Linked DNA regions of Mus musculus: region 2 is linked to region 1. A link is a contact called in public promoter capture Hi-C data. All regions are on one chromosome and are shown on one strand. The core of a region is the stretch at or near the end of the contact, and the rest is flanking DNA. Distances in the headings are between cores, read along the strand shown.

What was found. Promoter capture Hi-C pulls out the DNA fragments that hold promoters and counts their contacts.
Region 2: a contact with region 1 is called in a promoter capture Hi-C map of neutrophils. The contact joins the enhancer-like site here to the promoter of Lrrk2 in region 1. A contact is called at or near these places in 3 of 39 promoter capture datasets (the 3T3-L1 cell line, hippocampal neurons and neutrophils), 2 of 115 datasets of contacts at active chromatin or transcription factors (VIP interneurons and bone marrow-derived macrophages) and 1 of 9 other capture datasets (pancreatic islet).

Annotation. Positions count from the first base shown.
Region 1 is chr15:91,670,807-91,674,568 of GRCm38.p6, forward strand. Lrrk2 (leucine-rich repeat kinase 2) reads left to right here and starts at 2,418. Exons shown (of 51, transcript NM_025730.3): 1 at 2,418-2,631; 2 at 2,814-2,899. The coding sequence starts at 2,475.
Region 2 is chr15:91,176,859-91,180,368 of GRCm38.p6, forward strand. Abcd2 (ATP-binding cassette, sub-family D (ALD), member 2) reads right to left here. Exons shown (of 10, transcript NM_011994.3): 4 at 2,218-2,383; 5 at 1,373-1,467. Among named protein-coding and RNA genes, the nearest start is that of Abcd2, 13 kb to the right of the region's middle. Within about 2 kb of position 1,988, at least 42 of the 459 cell types and tissues checked have an H3K27ac peak or open chromatin away from gene starts, as enhancers often do. A contact at or near this core is called in bone marrow-derived macrophages and neutrophils, where this site is marked.

The DNA.
Region 1 (3,762 bases), core at 1,168-3,667:
TTGGACTCATCTTCCTGAGCATATTCTTTATAGAGATGAGCATAGTTTTCTTAGACTTCCTGCTCATTTACAGTAAACTTACATTTTCCTCGAAATGCCTGTTGGGGTGCTGCTGTCTCTCCAGTGACATATTAAAAACTCTTCAAGTTAATTGGTTCTTCCATATGAAAGCCCCAGCCATTTACCATTTTCCTTTTGTTTACTTTTTCTTTCTTCTGATGGCAGAATATCTGAGTTTTAATGAATCACAAATGTTAATGTTGTGTGTCTTCTGTCACTGCGTTTGCTTTTAATGCTGGGCTAAATAACGTTTACTATCCAGTGCCTCCTAATTATTTTTTATTTGCTTTTTAACCCATCTGTAATTTGTTTTGGTGTTTGCTGTGGTTGGCCATGTCAGTTTTATTTCTTTCTTCCTCAGAAGTTAGGTAAACATTGAGTGTTATTTTACTATTCTTTGACTACTTAGTTATGAACTTCTGTCTGCAGCCATCATCTTCATTCTCGTTAACTGGGAAGTTAATGAGTCTTGGAAATTTAGTCAATCAATTCATCACATTTAAAACTCAAGGACACTTTGCCCTAAGGTGTACTGGCTTCTGGCAAATGTTTCCAGCAGAGAGCTCAAAGTACACCCTGTTTGGTGCCCTGCTGAGTATGGAGTCCTACAGGTGGATGATAGTCCTACAAGGGGACTTTGGAAACACGGTGTCACTTAGAATTTTCTTTTGAAGGGACATAAGTCTCAATTTCTGGCAAGGTTTTTGGTGTGTGTGTGTGTGTGTGTGTGTGTGTGTGTGTGTGTGTGTGTGTGTTTTAACAAGAAGTAAATAAAATACGGGGGAAAAAAGAAAAGAAAATCTGAGGTCCTCATGTCATGAAAGCGCATAGAAGAGGTAATATAGGTCTCATATATGTCATCAGCTGAGAGTTTTGTCATTATGGAAAATTACACACAGAGAGGAGCAATGCCCCAGGAATTCATCTCTTACCTTCCACAATTCCCAGTTCATTTCATGTCTAATTCTTCCCGTTTTGACCCCACCCTTCAATCGTGGGTTACTTGGAAGCAAATCCTAACTATTCTAGCCTTGCAAATATTAGCACTTTACTACCACGCAAAGGTGAAAACCCTTGGCAACAAGAAGCACTCAGTGAGTACCCAAGCTGATGGAAACTTGCTTTCTTGTTCTGCTGAAAGTGCAGAGTGTGGACAAACTTTCAGCCTGACCTTCAGTTGTGTCTTGGCTCTCAACCCGCCTCTCAAACCCCTCCACCTCTTACCCATCCCAAAGACATTTCCTCAGACAGGAAAGAACTCCTCATCCGTTTGTGAATTGTTATCAGAATGTTAACGAACTAGAAGCCAGGAAATAAATTAACTGCTCTAATTCTCCTTCGGGGTAAATAACCTTGAGGTTGGGTCATCTGAGACCATAGAACATCCAAGCCTTGACTACAGCACTGTACCAGAGACTTCTCTTCTTGAAAAACCTTACTACGTGAGCATTTTCTTTTGCTTTCTTCTTGGGATGCAACATCTTCTTCACAGGGATGCTTTAGCACTGTGCCTTGCAGATCTGTCCCCTTCTCCCCCGCCCCCTCCCCTTTCTTCTCCTGCTTCAACTCTTCATTTACCTCTTCTCCTTCCCCCTCCCCCTCTCCCCCTGCTCTCTCCCTCTCTCTTCTTCCTCTACTTCTTCCTCCCTCTCCTTTTCCCTTCCCTTTCTCCCCTCCCCCCATTCCTTCTTTCTAGGTAGGCTCTTATAGCCCAGGCTGGCCTTGAACTTGTATGAAGCAAGGATGGCCTCCGATTTCTTTGGTTCTTGTCTTCACCTCCCAGGTGCTGGAATTAGCAGTTGCCCCGGCTTTCAGAATACCCCTTTTAACTTTAGAGGCCCGGGCAGCAGTACTAATAACTAGTTCAGACCAAGAATGCCGTTTAAAGACTGTTTCTTCCAACCTTAGCTTCACTGACTCTGCTGTGAGTTCCATCCTTGAGAGCTGAATCAGAGCTCCCAGATCCTGCCTGCAAACTCAAAACAGAGAGAGGCCTTTTGGCAACCACAACCAGAGCTCAGGATAACCAACAAGCAAACAACTCCTAAAGCCCATGTAGCTGGCCGATTTTGATTGTTAAACGCTGCATTCTTTGGGGAGCAAATTACTCCTCTCCCTATAGGGGGAACTCTTAAAAGAAACCGCTTTCCTGAAAGGGGCCAACTGGGCGGTGTCCTCCTTTCCCAACGCCCCTTTGCTATTCTTAGTGGCGGGGTGGCGGCTTTCGCTTTTCCCCGGCGGAGTTCCCAGCGGCGCGATGCGGCTGGGCAGGCCGGGCTGAGACTGGGCAGGGGCGGTCGCCGTCACCGTCTGGGCGCGGCTGGGGACCGAGGGCTGGGCCTGCAGCGGAGGCGGCCGAGCAGCTCTGAGAGCAGGAGCCGTCCCAGCTCGCCGCAGTCCCCGCCGGCTGCACCATGGCCAGTGGCGCCTGTCAGGGCTGCGAAGAGGAAGAGGAGGAGGAGGCTCTGAAGAAGTTGATAGTCAGGCTGAATAATGTCCAGGAAGGCAAGCAGATCGAGACGTTGCTTCAGCTCCTGGAGGACATGCTGGTGTTCACCTACTCGGACCGCGGTAATGCCTGCAGCCCCTCCCTCCTCTGCAAACTTTATCCTGCACTTGAGTCTTAATCTTGGGCACCCCACTCCTTTCCTTCAGGGAGGAAGGAGCTGAGATCCCTGGAAGATTGAAAGGATGCCAGGATGCCGTGGTTTGTGACTTTGTTTTCATCCCCCATTTGCCCCCTTCTTTTCCAGCCTCCAAGTTATTTGAAGATAAAAATTTCCACGTGCCTCTGTTGATTGTCCTGGACTCCTACATGAGAGTTGCCAGTGTACAGCAGGTAAGCGGGCCTTCCCATCTGTTCCTGAAGACTGTTCTGTGATAGGCCTTATGTCCCGGGGTCTTGAGATTTGCTTTAAGAGGGGAAATCTTGTCAAATGTTGGCAGAGGAGAAGCACCTTTGACATTATCTGGGTGGTGGTAGCAGCAAAATGAAAACAGGGCTCTTATTGGCAAGGTGAGTCCGTTAACCTTTCAAACTATTCTAAGAATGCTCCTTAATATACAGCGAGTTTCTGGTAGAGCAGTGCAGTGAATATTTCCAGCAAGGGAGGGTAATTAAAAAAACAGTAATAAAACAGTCAAGTCTAGGGTCAGTTTGCTTTTATACTTTTAAATTAGAAGACACATTTCAAGGATTCTTCCTGCAGTGTATATCACCCAGTATCTAAAGAAAGTGATGTTTCCCGAATGCCCCCTCGCCTGCCGTGTTTACATTTCTACTTTGCGGCTGTTATCATACAAAGTGGATACAAAAGTAGAACTTCTGTCTGGATCTGTGTCACAGGAAGTCCAGAAGTAGGCTATGTAATTAACTGTGATTTTAAAGCAGACTCGGATAAGTAAGAATGGCTTTCAGTCAGGACAGAATTACTTCTGAAGGTGCTAACTTCCTTTAGAGGTTTGCGATCTGGGGAACTGAAATCAGTTTTGTCATCCAAATACTGAGAGTTATTTGTCGGGGAACTCTGGAGGCACGGGAAGAATAGAATACTCCTTCATAGTCATTCTAGAGACTAAACTTTTCTTAGTCTCCAAGTTCTCTCTCTCTCTCTCTCTCTCTCTCTCTCTCTCTCTCTCTCTCTCTCTCTCCTCCTCCTCCTCCTCCTCCTCTCCTGCCTCCTCCTCTTTCTCCCTCTGTTC
Region 2 (3,510 bases), core at 738-3,237, 490 kb before region 1:
TAATAGTATTTGCAACAAGTAGCTAACAGGCACTCATGTCATATCCTAATAATAAAACTATTCTACAGGTTTATAATCAAATAAGAAATCCCGAGTGAACAATTCCTCTTCAATTTATGCACAGGATTTCCCTGTGTTCAATGCATCCCAGCCTCTCTTCTCAACTTCCAGTAAGCCTGTTTGATCACAAATATGTCTCAAATAAGTGAGCCTAGGCTAAGATCGACTCCAAAATCATTAGTATTGTGATGCTCATAAATTTGAATGGGGCCTGATTATGCCTTTGATTAAACATAGCTCGAATGCCTTCATTATAGCTCACACAGTTTCAATCTGAAATGTCTTCCATGGGATTGCGTGTTGGTCACTAAGTCTCCAATTTCTGGTACATTTTGGAAGGTGGCGGAAAGTCTCGGACATGAGTCCTACTTGGAAGAAGTAGGATGTGTGCTTGGGACATACCTTGGCCTAACACAGATTCTCTTTCTGCATTTGCTGCCCAGCTTGCAGTAAGGACCCTCCTTTCATATTGTTCCTGGCAGATGTTCAGCTATGCCTCACTCCCAAAGCCTTGAGATAGCTTAATCCCAAATAAATCTGAACCCAGGAGCCAACTCAATACTTCCTTTCAAGTTGTCTGTGTATTGACACAATGACATAAGTAATACTAAGTTGCTCATGTCATTACTACTACTACTACTACTACTACTACTACTACTACTACTACTACTACTACTATTACTACTACTACTAAGTAACTAACAGCATGTTAGCCATTTTATACTTAGTATAATGTATATATCTCAAGAAGCTTTAAAACCAGGGCCTTGGGTTTACAAAGTGTCTTTGTACTCTTGTTTTATAATTAAGATATGGGATATTAAATACATTATTTTCAACAGAATCAAAAACTAGAGTTGAATCCATGAATCTTCTGATCATTTAAAGTCAAAATTAAAGTTAGAAAACACGTATAAGTAAAACTAAATTTGATAATGGCCTCTGGGGAGTGATAATATTTCAGAAAGCATGTAAAAGTATATAGTACTAGATATTTCTCATCAACCAGTATAAAAAGTTAAAATTCACTCCCAGATAACAAGTTCCTGTGCCCCAGAGCTTTGTTGACTGTCTCTCAGTGTGCTGTAATTTGATTTTCAATCTGACACCGAAGCAGGGGAGATCATGGTTCTCTTTTTACTCTGCTTTCTGAGGGAGTTACTGCTTCTGCAGCTGAGCCACTGTGCATACCTTTCGGATTTCCCCTTTCCACACGCTCCTCTCCGAGCATTTAACATAAGGTACATGAACTCTGAGTTGCTCTCTATTAGTGTGAGGCCAACAATCAGAAGTTTCTTGAATATCATCTTACTTTGAAGTTTAGCCTGGAAGCCACCACTTCGCCCGCTGGTGTAATTATGGGAACATTTTCACAAATGATTCCATGATCCACATCAATAACTGTTCCTATAATCAAGGAACAGTTTAAGTTACAAAGGCTATATCATTATTTCTTTTAATTAGCTGGAAGAATAATACAACAGAATGGGCAAACTCTATTATAAAAGTAATTCACACCGGTAAGTCATAGAAAAAAAATATACATGAAGTCAATTAAATATCTACCTATATAGTTTAATCTATTTAGAAAATCTTTCAGATAAAATAATTTTATAATCAAATAACAATATCTTTATCCTAGTAGATATAACCTATATCTGATATAATTTAGTCACATTGTTTAGAGTTATTCTGTTCCCTTACTTCCTACAAGAGAAAAATATACACTGTCCAAGAAAGGAATCAAGAAACGATATACTTCAGCACACGATAAACACTTAGAAACACAGAGTAATGAGAAGCAATATAGCACTAACACTAATTCTATTTATGAGTTCAAAATTTAAAAGCGGACAGTTCACTCAGCCATGAGTGCTGTCTGCAAACCCATTGCAAACAGTTTCCTGCGAATGTTTCCTGTTTCTTTAGGGCTCCACTATTCATCATTGCAACACCAATTGCAACACTAAACACAGATACTGCTGTTTAAATAGAACTAAATACTAGTTTCCTGTCACGACTAAAAGCTCTTTCCTAAAGAAGAAACCTTTAGTTCTTTTCATAAAATGACAACAACCTGTAATGAACATGTCAAAAATAACTAACAAAACCAAACAAACATAAAACAAAACAAACCCAAAGCCTGAAGTTAATTACCTTTGATGGCCAGGGTGTCGCTGAGGGGTAGTTCCAGGTTACCTCCACGCTTGCTATGGTTTTCAGGTTCCTGAGTGACAGTTCTCTTATAAATGCCTCTCTTCACTTCATCGAAGACCCAGAACATATTGTATACTCTAGCAGTATAACCTGCTAGTTCAGTGATCTAAAATCAACATATAAAGAATAAGTTAATAGAGCCATGATAGACGATTTTTAAAAATATGTGTACTATGTAAACTTCCTGATTTGTTGCTAAAGATTCCACTTTGTTGTATATGACAAATCAAAAACAGAAACAAAACCAATATATCAGATGACTGAAGAGCCTTCTTGGGACAATAAAGGAAGACATTGGTACAAGTGTCATTGGAGTTATAAAACAAAAACATTTATTTACTTTAGTGTTCAAAGGGAAATGAGAAGTGTTTGTAGATTAATGAGTCATGAGGGCCTTTCAGTCACCTTTTTGATTTGGCCTGCTTTATATTTGTTTTTGTTGGTTAGTTTCTTTGTTTTGAGTCGAGAGTCTCACTGTGTAGTTCTGTCTGGCCACATGTTTGCAGAGATCTGCCTGCCCTGTCTCCAAATCCTAGGATTGAAAGCATGCATTGCTACCACCACCTCACCTCTTTTCCCTATCTAAAATAGACCATCAGGCTGTGTATCTGTCCTCAAGGTGGGACATTTGTCTAGCATCCATGAAGCCCTGGGTTCATGCCTCCACGGATATGCATAATTATTCAAAAAACTTGAAACAGAACAATGACACTAGCTCTAATTCTATTTACTAGTTACACTTTCAAAAGCAAACAATTCATTCAGCTATATGTGTTGTCTCTAAATATAACCTGAAGCATTTTTTTTTCCTAAAAACATAAGCAGCATCAACGAGCCTGTGTGTTTAAGGCACATGTGGATATGAATACCGTAAATAGCAGAAAAAAATACTTGCTTTTTCTTATTTAAAAATGAATGTCTCTAATCCAAATATTGCCAAAGTTCCTGTTTGGGCAGAAGACTATATGTGCTAGAGGGCACAGGTTGCGAAAGCGAGCCCTGCGAGAGACGCCTGGATATTCTCAGCCCCACATTCTAGCTTCTTTCCAAGCCGAATGTGATCTAAACGCTCAAGGAAAACTATAAATACATGATTTTTTTTTTAAAGCTAAGATTAAGAGATGCTTCAGTTCACAAAGCTCCACAGAAAGATGCTTTGCTCTGGTCCTGCCAGCTGTCCATCTGGGTCAAGCTCCTGCTGTTTCTCGATTATTCCAGAACAGCTTGCTTTGG